Regions from separate parts of the Sus scrofa genome. Here region 2 is linked to region 1. A link is a contact called in public Hi-C data. All regions are on one chromosome and are shown on one strand. The core of a region is the stretch at or near the end of the contact, and the rest is flanking DNA. Distances in the headings are between cores, read along the strand shown. Region 1 holds the start of MARCKS (myristoylated alanine-rich C-kinase substrate). Region 2 has its middle 47 kb from the start of MARCKS.

What was found. A called contact is a pair of places that touch in the nucleus more often than the background predicts.
Region 2: a Hi-C map of retroperitoneal adipose tissue shows a contact between it and region 1, with 2.4 times the contacts expected there. The contact joins the enhancer-like site here to the promoter of MARCKS in region 1. A contact is called at or near these places in 6 of 47 Hi-C or Micro-C datasets (alveolar macrophages, embryonic fibroblasts, fibroblasts and 2 more) and 2 of 2 datasets of contacts at active chromatin or transcription factors (alveolar macrophages and skeletal muscle).

The regions. Positions count from the first base shown.
Region 1 is chr1:79,787,701-79,792,602 of Sscrofa11.1, forward strand. It overlaps MARCKS (myristoylated alanine-rich C-kinase substrate), which reads left to right and starts at 2,096. Exons shown (of 2, transcript XM_021091501.1): 1 at 2,096-2,625; 2 at 4,420-4,902. The coding sequence starts at 2,524.
Region 2 is chr1:79,834,349-79,839,250 of Sscrofa11.1, forward strand. No RefSeq gene overlaps it. Among named protein-coding and RNA genes, the nearest start is that of MARCKS, 47 kb to the left of the region's middle. Within about 2 kb of position 2,758, at least 11 of the 83 cell types and tissues checked have an H3K27ac peak or open chromatin away from gene starts, as enhancers often do. A contact at or near this core is called in retroperitoneal adipose tissue, where this site is marked.

The DNA.
Region 1 (4,902 bases), core at 846-3,345:
TCCGCCCCTTCCCCCTCCCCCCGCTCGGGGCTCCGAATCTTCCCCGGCCGTTGCCAAGGAGACAAGCCGATACCAGGCAAATAGGCATTAGAGAAAGAAAAGGGGGGAAAGCTACAAGGCAGCCTGGTAACAAAGAAGCAATAAAAGCAGCCCCCAAATGGAGGGCTAAGAACCCGTCTGGAGAAAATTTGAAAACGAGCTAGCAGTCACCCCAAATTTAACCGGGAGGGGGATGTAGACGAAGGGACTTGGTTCACTTTTGGGGGGCGGGGGCGGTAATCAACAGCCTAAAAGTCTTCTGAGAATCGCCTGGATGGTGGCTTTGGATCAGCCCAGTTGGCTTTTCAAGTTGGAACTCCGCTAATACAAGGGATTCGCATCCAACGCGGCGACTGGGGTCTTGGGCCAGGCCAGCGGGCTCCCTTAAGGGTGATAACACGTTTGGCAAGATACACTTTTACGGAAACATCTTAACATCAGTTCTGGGGGATATGACTTCATGATTGAATGATGCATCTGAATAAGTGGACAGTGAGAAGACGAGGCTTCATGAAAAGATATGCAGCTTGATTTTCAAAGCAATAGTTGAACAAAGAGTTATTGGCTTGAACTAACCGTCTTTTTCACTCAGTGTGACCCATTTCCCTACAATGAGCTGAAAAATAAAACTGTTTTAGAATTCAGAGCCAGCACCAGGAGAAATGAACCATTACTTCGACTGCTTCTCACCTCCATAAGCAGAAGATAATTCATTTCAGGATCACTAAAGGTAGCCTGATTTGGACACAAGTGAAAACTTTGGGAGCAGAAATGTAGGTGATAGGAGAATGCTTATAAGTGTGTATCCTTGATTTTTAGCCCCACCCTCTCACCTTCTATTCTTTAAATCAGTGCTCTGTCTTTCACGCACAAACAGCTTCTGATACTTCGGTGGCAAGGGTTACAGATGGAGGTACCCTGGGTTCCTTAATAGAAGCTTCCTTTCTAACTCAAGTTAGGCTTGAAGCGTTCAGGGTTCTTCTTGCTATCTCTCAATGTGTAATTTCTCCTTAGAACTGTAATAGTCAATCCGGTTGTTCAGAGTTTCATCACTGCTGTCTCCCTGCCTTCCAGGAGCCCACTGGCTTGCATGCACACTTACGCACGTTCAGAAAAAAAAGAGTCCATCCCATCCTGGCAGTAGGCTGAAAAAAATTCATATCGACGCGAATTGCCTCTTAACTGTAAATATAGATTCGTACACTCTATGCTGTAGGATCTCATTTCACCCTAGAGAAAATTGTCATTTCACACAGCGATAAAATGTAAACCTTTTCGATCTTTTGTACATGGCCCTCACTTAATTTTGTTGGGGGGAGGGGGGAATCATTAATTGGATTGGGGCGGGGGAGAAGGTTGATGAGCGCCGTAGGCCAATCTTGAAATATTTTATTTCATGCCAATGTGGGATAGGGAAGGGAGTGTGGCTTCGGCTGCTTGCTGCTTTTGCATTTTCCACATCTGGCCTACAGACCTAATTCTAACTCGCGATCTCGTTTGATGAAATTCGATCTTCTTGGTTTAAATACCTTTCAATTTCGGGCGATTTCGCATTTGCAACCGTTAAAAAAAAAATGCTGTTGAGTATCTGTGAAGTCAATATGGAACACAGAGAAAGAAAACATGCTGCACACAAACCCCAACCATTGTCTTAAAAACTCGCATAGACACACATACACATAAACACACGGAAAGATGGGGGAGGGGAGAGGGTGGAAGGAGACAGACGCAGATACAGACAGAGGAGAGTCAAAGCAAGTCAAGTTAACGTTTTCTCCGCCCCCATCCACAAGTACTCCCCCTCCCGCGTTAATTAATTACAAACAAAGCAAACCAATCAAGTAATGCATTATTATTTTTAAGCCGAGGGAGGCGAGAGGCATGTATTTTTTAATTGATTTATTTATTTGGAGGACATTAATTCTCGGTATGAGGCTGATTTTCAAACCGTTTGCAAAGCGCGGCTCCATTGTTCGAGGCGAGCGCAGGCCCCGCCCCCTGCTTTGTGTGCAACGCGCGGATTGGCCGGCGTGCGCGGGGGCCGCGTCAGCGCCCGTGAGCCCATTCATCTGTGCACTTGGGCGTTGGACTCCGCATCTTATTAGCAACCAGGGAGATTTCTCCATTTTCCTCTTGTCTACAGTGCGGCTACAAATCTGGGATTTTTTTTATTACTTCTTTTTTTTTTAAACTACACTTGGGCTCCTTTTTTTGTGCTCGACTTTTCCACCCTTTTTCCCTCCCTCCTGCGCTGCTGCTTTTTGATCTCTTCGACTAAAATTTTTTTATCCGGAGTGTATTTAATCGACTCTGTTCTGTCCTCTTCACCACCCCCACTCCCCCCTCCCTCCGGTGTGTGTGTGCTGCTGCTGCCGCTGCCGCCGCCGCTGCTGCCGCTGCTGCTGCTCGCCCCGTCGTTACACCAACCCGAAGCTCTTTGTTCCCCCCTTGGATCTGTTGAGTTTCTTTGTTGAAGAAGCCAGCATGGGTGCCCAGTTCTCCAAGACCGCTTCGAAGGGAGAAGCCGCTGGGGAGAGGCCCGGGGAGGCGGCTGTGGCCTCGTCGCCTTCCAAAGCGAATGGGCAGGTAATTTCTACCTGTGGTTCTGGTCATTTCTTTGGTATCTTTCTCTAGTCCCTACGCTTCCCCTTCCTTCCTGGTCGTGCCTGAGGCGCATTAGGCGGAAAGGAGAGAGCCAGATTCCAATATGAAAGTTGAATGGAAAGCGATAGCCTAAATTGTAAATTTCTCATAGGTGGTGTCTCCCCCTGCCCCAAAGTGGTGGTTCCCAGAAAATCCTGGCGAATTCTCGTGTAGACGGGAGGAAAGAAGTGATAAATTGTCTAAAATGGCGTGTTTGGAGCTTGGCAGAACGTGACTAGCTAGGTGCTACCCCACACCCCCACCCCCAGGCAGGTTGCATTTCTGTTGGGTGGGCACAAAGGTGTTTGGGTGTCTCGTGTTTGTTGTCGAGACTGAGTCGCCTTCAGGATATCTGAACTGGTGTGGTTGTGTAAGTGGGTAGGGAAGTGGGGGGGCGCAATAGGGATGGCGGTGGAGAAAGCCTAGGAGGGAAGGGCTGTCTCATTGTATGCCGAGGCGGCGTGCCCTGGGTTCTTGGAAAGGTGACTGGCCGGTTGGCTGGCTGGAGGTGAACAGAAGGGTTTCACTACCTTTTGATGGGCTTTCCTACTGTTCTAAATCCCTGTTCGTAGCTGTCTAATTACACACACATCTGACTTTTAAGTGGATGGGAAGACTGGGTCCTTGAAGAACCTGTCCAGATGGTCAACAAGAGGCAATTCGTGTGTTTCAGTCAGGGCTATTGGTGTGCGTGGCGCCTGGACCACTGCAGGGGCTGCCCCGGCGCTGCCCAAACCTAGGCGGATGGCCACGGTTGGGTGGGCGCGAGAGGTCGGCCAAGGGTGGTTGCTTCACAAACACCGGGCACGCACCACGCCTCTTTTCCTAGAGCAGAGGCCGTGTTGCTTCGCTTGCCCTAACCTAATGGGGAAGGCGAGCTCTGCCAAGAGGCTCTGAACCCGTTAAAAATGCAAAATGAACAGCTGGGGCGCGCCACGGCTTCGCAAAATCCCGGGCGAAGGTGGGCGTGGAAGAAAGGCAAGACCTACGAAATAATGGGTTTCTCTCTGCCTTGTTTGTATCCCAACCAGGATGCCACCTGAGCTTTGTTTGCGGACTCTGGGCTGCGCGATCCCGGCTCGGGGGCGCCTCGGCCAGCGGGCAGGGCCCGACCCGGCAGGGCGGGGTGGCCGGCGGCCCCGCCCCTCGGCGCCCTCCTGCGCCTAGCTCTGAGCGGTGGAGGCGCAGCGCCCCCTGTCGACCCCAGGCCTTAGGCGGGCGAAGGGCGTTTGCGCGGGCAGCCTAGGCGCTTCTCGCAGAAACGCTGGGCTGCCCCCTGGGAGTTCTTGGTGCTTTGAAGCTGTCTTTAGAGTTTAGAGGGAAAGAGGGATGTGCAGTCTAGGCGCAGATCACCACCAGCTCTGGCTTCTGTGCCTTCTTCCAAAGGGCGTTTGGTGTATCATATTACATGGCTCCTTTATTCCAAAGCTCGTGAAGGAATGCTGGAATGGTTTACCCGTTGCTCTCCACGTTTTGGACTCGGGCCCTTTTTAGTCTTCTGGGCATTTTTTGAGTCGTCTAGGTTCCCGCTGTACCTTTAGGCACTTGAAATGGCACTGCCCCTACTTCCTCCAGGAACCCTAGTCTGGGCATCCGATCCCGCGTCCCCGTAAGGGAGAGGGCCTCCAAAGCTAGTCAGGCCCGTGAGAACACTGGTCCCTCCAGCTCCAGGGGCGGGGTCGGTAATGACGGCGCCCCGGCCACTTCAAGTGACGCTCCCGCTTTCTCTGCCCGCAGGAGAATGGCCACGTGAAAGTAAACGGCGACGCGTCTCCTGCGGCCGCCGAGCCCGGCGCCAAGGAGGAGCTGCAGGCCAACGGCAGCGCCCCGGCCGCTGACAAGGAGGAGCCCGCACCCGCCGGGAGCGGGGCGGCGTCGCCTGTCGGGGCCGAGAAAGATGAGGCGGCCGCCACCGCCCCCGAAGCTGGGGCCACCTCCGCGGAGAAAGAGGCCCCCGCGGAGGGCGAGGCCGCGGAGCCCGGTTCCCCCACGGCTGCGGAGGGGGAGGCCGCCTCGGCCGCCTCCTCGACGTCTTCGCCTAAGGCCGAGGACGGGGCCACGCCCTCACCCAGCAACGAGACCCCGAAAAAAAAAAAGAAGCGCTTTTCCTTCAAGAAATCTTTCAAGCTGAGCGGCTTTTCCTTCAAGAAGAACAAGAAGGAGGCGGGAGAGGGCGGTGAGGCCGAGGGTGCTGCCGGTGCCTCCGCCGAAGGCAGCAAG
Region 2 (4,902 bases), core at 1,508-4,007, 47 kb after region 1:
TTGTTTTAGTGAACATGTCTTAAAACTTTACTCATTAACAATATATCCTGGAGATCTTATCATAGGATTTTACTGAGATATTACTCTTCATTTCTTTTTATAGCTATGTAATATTTCATTGTATTAATTTCATTTTCACAGTTGATGGTCCCCTTGTGATCAATATTTGAGTTGTTTCTAAAATACAAATACACTCTCCAGCGAATAGTCTTGTGCATACTTCTTTTCACACATCTTTGGGATAGATGAGAAATGAGACTATGAAAATGGTCACTAGAACATCTTTTAACCTGAATATTCACAGCAGAACTCCTATGCTTTAGGGATAGAATGATGTTACCTGTTCCCCAAGTTTAGCAAATGGAGAGATGAGCTTTTGGCTCCTCATGTGAGTCAATAGTTGTCTCTCCCAGAAGACTCCTGAGCCTTTATGTCAATAGAAGTACATCCAAAATGCCCTGGGGAACCCATTCTTCTTACTTGTACTCAGAACAGGCCTGGGATATCATCATTTACCCCCGTATACATGTAAAATAGCAATCATGAAGAGTAAAAATTGATCTCAAAATTTCCTTCCACCGCATAATCTCTAAGTAAATCACAGGAAGCGATGTTTTCCTCCAGCATTAGACCATAGCTCTATGGGTAGAGCAACATCTGAAGGGTCAGCCTTCTGTTGGAAGCTCAGTCCAAATAACTTGCCATTGAGAGAACTAGAGGGCACAATTACCAGCTCTTACCTCAGTGGGTGAATTTGGATAATTTAAACACACATTTTATGAGACTCTAATGAAATCAAATATAGGCATTTGAAGTTGTTGTTGCAGCTGTTATACTTAAATAATCACAACAGTGAACTCTTCAGTTTTCAACCTTGTGAGCCAACCACTGGGCAATAGTTATTATGACTTCTAGAAAGAATGCTTTCCGCTTCAAGCACGCAATCAAAAATAGAAGAGCAGCAGGAGAGAAATAATAGGATATATCTTAAATTGTCTTAAATTTCCATTGTAACGTCTACTACTTTGAAAAAGCACTGCCCTGACCAACAACTATGCAACAAAGCCTTCTACCACAAAGAGCTCACTGGATTCCCCACGGATCATTTCAGGACACTCTCCTTAAAAGACACATTTCAGAGTTCCCGTCGTGGCACAGTGGTTAATGAATCCGACTAGGAACCATGAGGTTGTGGGTTCAATCCCTGGCCTTGCTCAGTGGGTTGGGGATCCGGCATTGCCATGGGCTGTGGTGTAGTTTGCAGACGTGGCTCCAATCCTGTGTTGCTGTGGCTCTGGCATAGGCTGGCGGCTACAGCTCCGATTCGACCCCTAGTCTGCAAACTTTCATATGCCGCAAGTGCGGCCCTAGAAAAGGCAAAAAGACCAAAAAAAAAAAAAAAAAAAAAGACACATTTCTACCAGTGTAAGAATCCAGTTGTGCGTCTAGAGACCCCTGCGTGATATCTAGGACTAACCCTTACCAGGTGATTTTTTCTAGGGGAAAAAAAAATCATCACGTTAGAGTATCAAGTGGAAAAAAAGTGTAAAGGAAAATGTTAAGACAGATGGGCTCAAGTTGGGCCCTCTCTGCGGCATGTGCAATGAGCCTACAGAGCAATCATGGTGCTGCATCATGTTTAAGTCGAGAAACAGTGGGTGAACTCCCTGGGATACAAAGTTGCCTTTTTAATTTGGCCAGCCACTCATTCCCTTTGCGCTCCTATCCTGGGTCCAGGATTGTAGAAACGTGTTCCCACCTTTGCTTCTAGGGCCACAAAGGCAGCAGGTGAGCTCATGTGGCTGGTATGACGTGGCCCAGAGTAGAAAGTGCCAGAGAAGATAGTAAGTATCAGGTGAGAGTAGCTGAATCCACTTAAAAGTCCTTAGGAGAGGTAGGTTGGGGGGGGGGTTTAATCTGAGCACTTGACCTCCCCACTCCCACTTTTTTGTTTATGAAATCTGCTTACTTGGAGTTCTGGAAAATATGAACCAAATCAAGTCCAAAAATAAAAGTATTACCTTTTGTTAGGAGTGGGAAATACCACCCAAGAGGGAAGGAATCTCTATTTCTTCAAAGACTGAGCTATTGACCTTTTTAGATTCTTGATTTATGCTTTCTTTTCTAATATCTAAGCTCATTAATCTTTGGGTACCAAGGAATACTATGTGATAAGGCCATGCTGATGGTCTTTCATACTTTAAAGCTCCTAACACTGCCTCTAGAAAAGCTAAATGTAGAATAAAACAGTCCGGGAGAAAGTTCTAGTATCCATTGTTCTGCCAATGTAACATCATGCAGAAAGCTGATAGTTCAAGTTCATAAAGTAAAAGTGTACTGAAGAATTGAATCAAAAAAAAAAATCAGTAGATTCTGTTCAGGAAATGGCTTTTTATTTTTATTTTTTTAAAAAAGGAAACTCATGGAATACATCTAAAAATTTGCAAAAAGTATTCTGAGCAGATCACAAAAGTTCTTTTAGGAACTCTCACTCTGCTCCTCCCCTCCCGCCAGGCAGCTCCCCAGGAAAGTAACTCTTGGTGTTGATCTTGTGATTAGAGGGATATTCATTGTTTAATGATCCTGACAGATCTGGTGAGAGTTGTGTAGCCCAGCGGAGTCCTCCACACTGCAATGTGAGGCAGGTGGGGGTGGCCCAGGATCTGGAAGCTCTGACATAATTCTGCACATTCACAGGACTGCCCTTCACCCCTTTTCTCCTCCCAAACAAATGACCTCGCTCAGATCCTGTTTGCGCTTTACTTACTTCCTGCACTGAAGCAGTTTGCCCGTGAGCTTAGCCGTGGATCCCTTTGGAGTTGCCTAGCTGGCGTTTCCTCCTTCTTGTCCTTTTCTCTTGTGCATTTGTTTTCTCAGAGGGGCCCTGGCTCCGGGGACTGAATTACAGGAAACTGACCGAGGCATTCTCTTCCCTCCATTCCTAGAGAGTTAGAAAGCCTGGGAACAGGTTTGGCAAGAATGTCCCTCCTACCCTCAACCCTGATCGCTTCCAGTGCTGCCCACTTCCTCCCACTTACAAGCAGAAAACCTGCATTTATTGCTCTCCAGGCACTTCAGATTCACCCACGTCCCACCAGGCCAGAGGGTGTCCCCAGAATCCTTGTTTCAGAAAGAGGGACACAAAAATTGAAGAAGAGGGAGTTCCCGTCATGGTGCAGCGGAAACCATTCTGACTAGGAACTATCAGGTTGTGGATTTAATCCCTGGCCTCACTCAGTGGGTTAAGGATCCAGTGTTGCTGTGAGCTGTGGTGTAGGTTGCAGACACAGCTCTGATCTGGCATTGCTGTTGCTGTGGCTGTGGTGTAGGCCGGCAGCTACAGTTCTGATTAGACCCATAGCCTGGGAACCTGCTTATGCCGAGGGTGCGGCCCTGAAAAGACAAAACACACACACACACACACACACACACACACAAAATTGAAGAAGAGGCCTCCCCAGGAGTCCCCAGGTCCAGGCTTCTCTTCCAACTGTCCCTGCTTGGGATGGGCCTGCCAGCCCCCTCCTCTGACTTTGAGCTTCCTTCCTGCCTGTGCTTTGTTTATCAGAGACACCAAGTTCCCACTGGGAAGCCTGAAAGAGTAACCAGGAGTTCTAGCTCTTTTTCTCTGTCGTGTTTCTCAATGTCATCTCCTTTCTTTCTCAAAGACAACTGGGTGTTTGTTACTGATTTTCTTGGAATGAGGTCAGTGGACTTTGTTTTCCCTAAGAATGTTTGTGCTACAGGGGCATGAGTAGCAGGGCAGAAGGACAAAAGGAATGAGCGCAGGTCCCCTGGCACTGGGGTCCCTCCAAACTTAGCTTCACCCAAACATGCCAGAACCACTTTCTTCCTGGCTTTTCACATCATAGGGCCCATGGTAAGTCTTTAAGTTTTAAGTAAAATTATCTTTAAAGAAATAAAGAGTTTCAAACGCTGAACTAAAGGAAAGAACAGTTCACTGAGCACTTAGCCTAAAACAGGAGTGAAAAGGCAGAAGGTTCAAAGTTATTTGATAGCTATTGTGTATCCTACCTGCTAACAACCTTATACTGGCTCACACCAAACCTTAATCAAGCCTCTAATCTCATTTTAAAGGGGTCATTAGGTTCAAAACCATGCCCTTCAGGGTCCCCATCCAACTCCTAAGCATCTGAAAATTTAAACATCTCTCCAAAGCAAGGAGACCAGGAGTTTCCAGCCCCCACTTTATGTGATATCTAAATGATGACAGTAAATGAATGAGTTATGTTCAATATCCCACATAGATGAGTTTGGGCTTCCTCACAACATGGCAGCCTCAGATAGTCAGGCTACTTATAGAGAAGCTGAAGTTTTCAAAAGCAAGTACTCCCACAAGCAAGTTGGAAATTTTTTTTATGGCCACACCCACAGCATATGGAGGTTCCCAGGCTAGGGGCTGAATTGGAGCTATAGCTGCCAGCCTACGCCACAGCCACAGCAACACAGGATCCAAGCTGCGTCTGTGACCTACACCACAGCTCATGGTAATGCTGGATCCTTAACCCACTGAGCTAGGGCAGGGATTGAACCCGTATCCTCATGGATACTAGTTGGATTATTTCCGCTGTATGGGAACTCCCATCATTGCCTTTGTTGAACTTGCCTTGGAAGTTACATAGCATCACAATCAGAAAAGCCTGCCCAGTTTTAGATGTCACCTCATGAGAAGAGTGTAAATGGGTTGTGGCCATATTAAATAATATTGACTGATCATCCCTTTTGTCTTGCAGTTAAGTTTTTGTCACTCTGATCTTTCCCAATTCTTCTGACTGGTCTGTCTTAAGTGTCTACATTCCACACCTCCAATAAAGGTATTTTGCACATTAAAAATTTTAGCAGGTAAGGTAGCTGGTCTCCAAAGGTGGTCCCCTAAGTAAC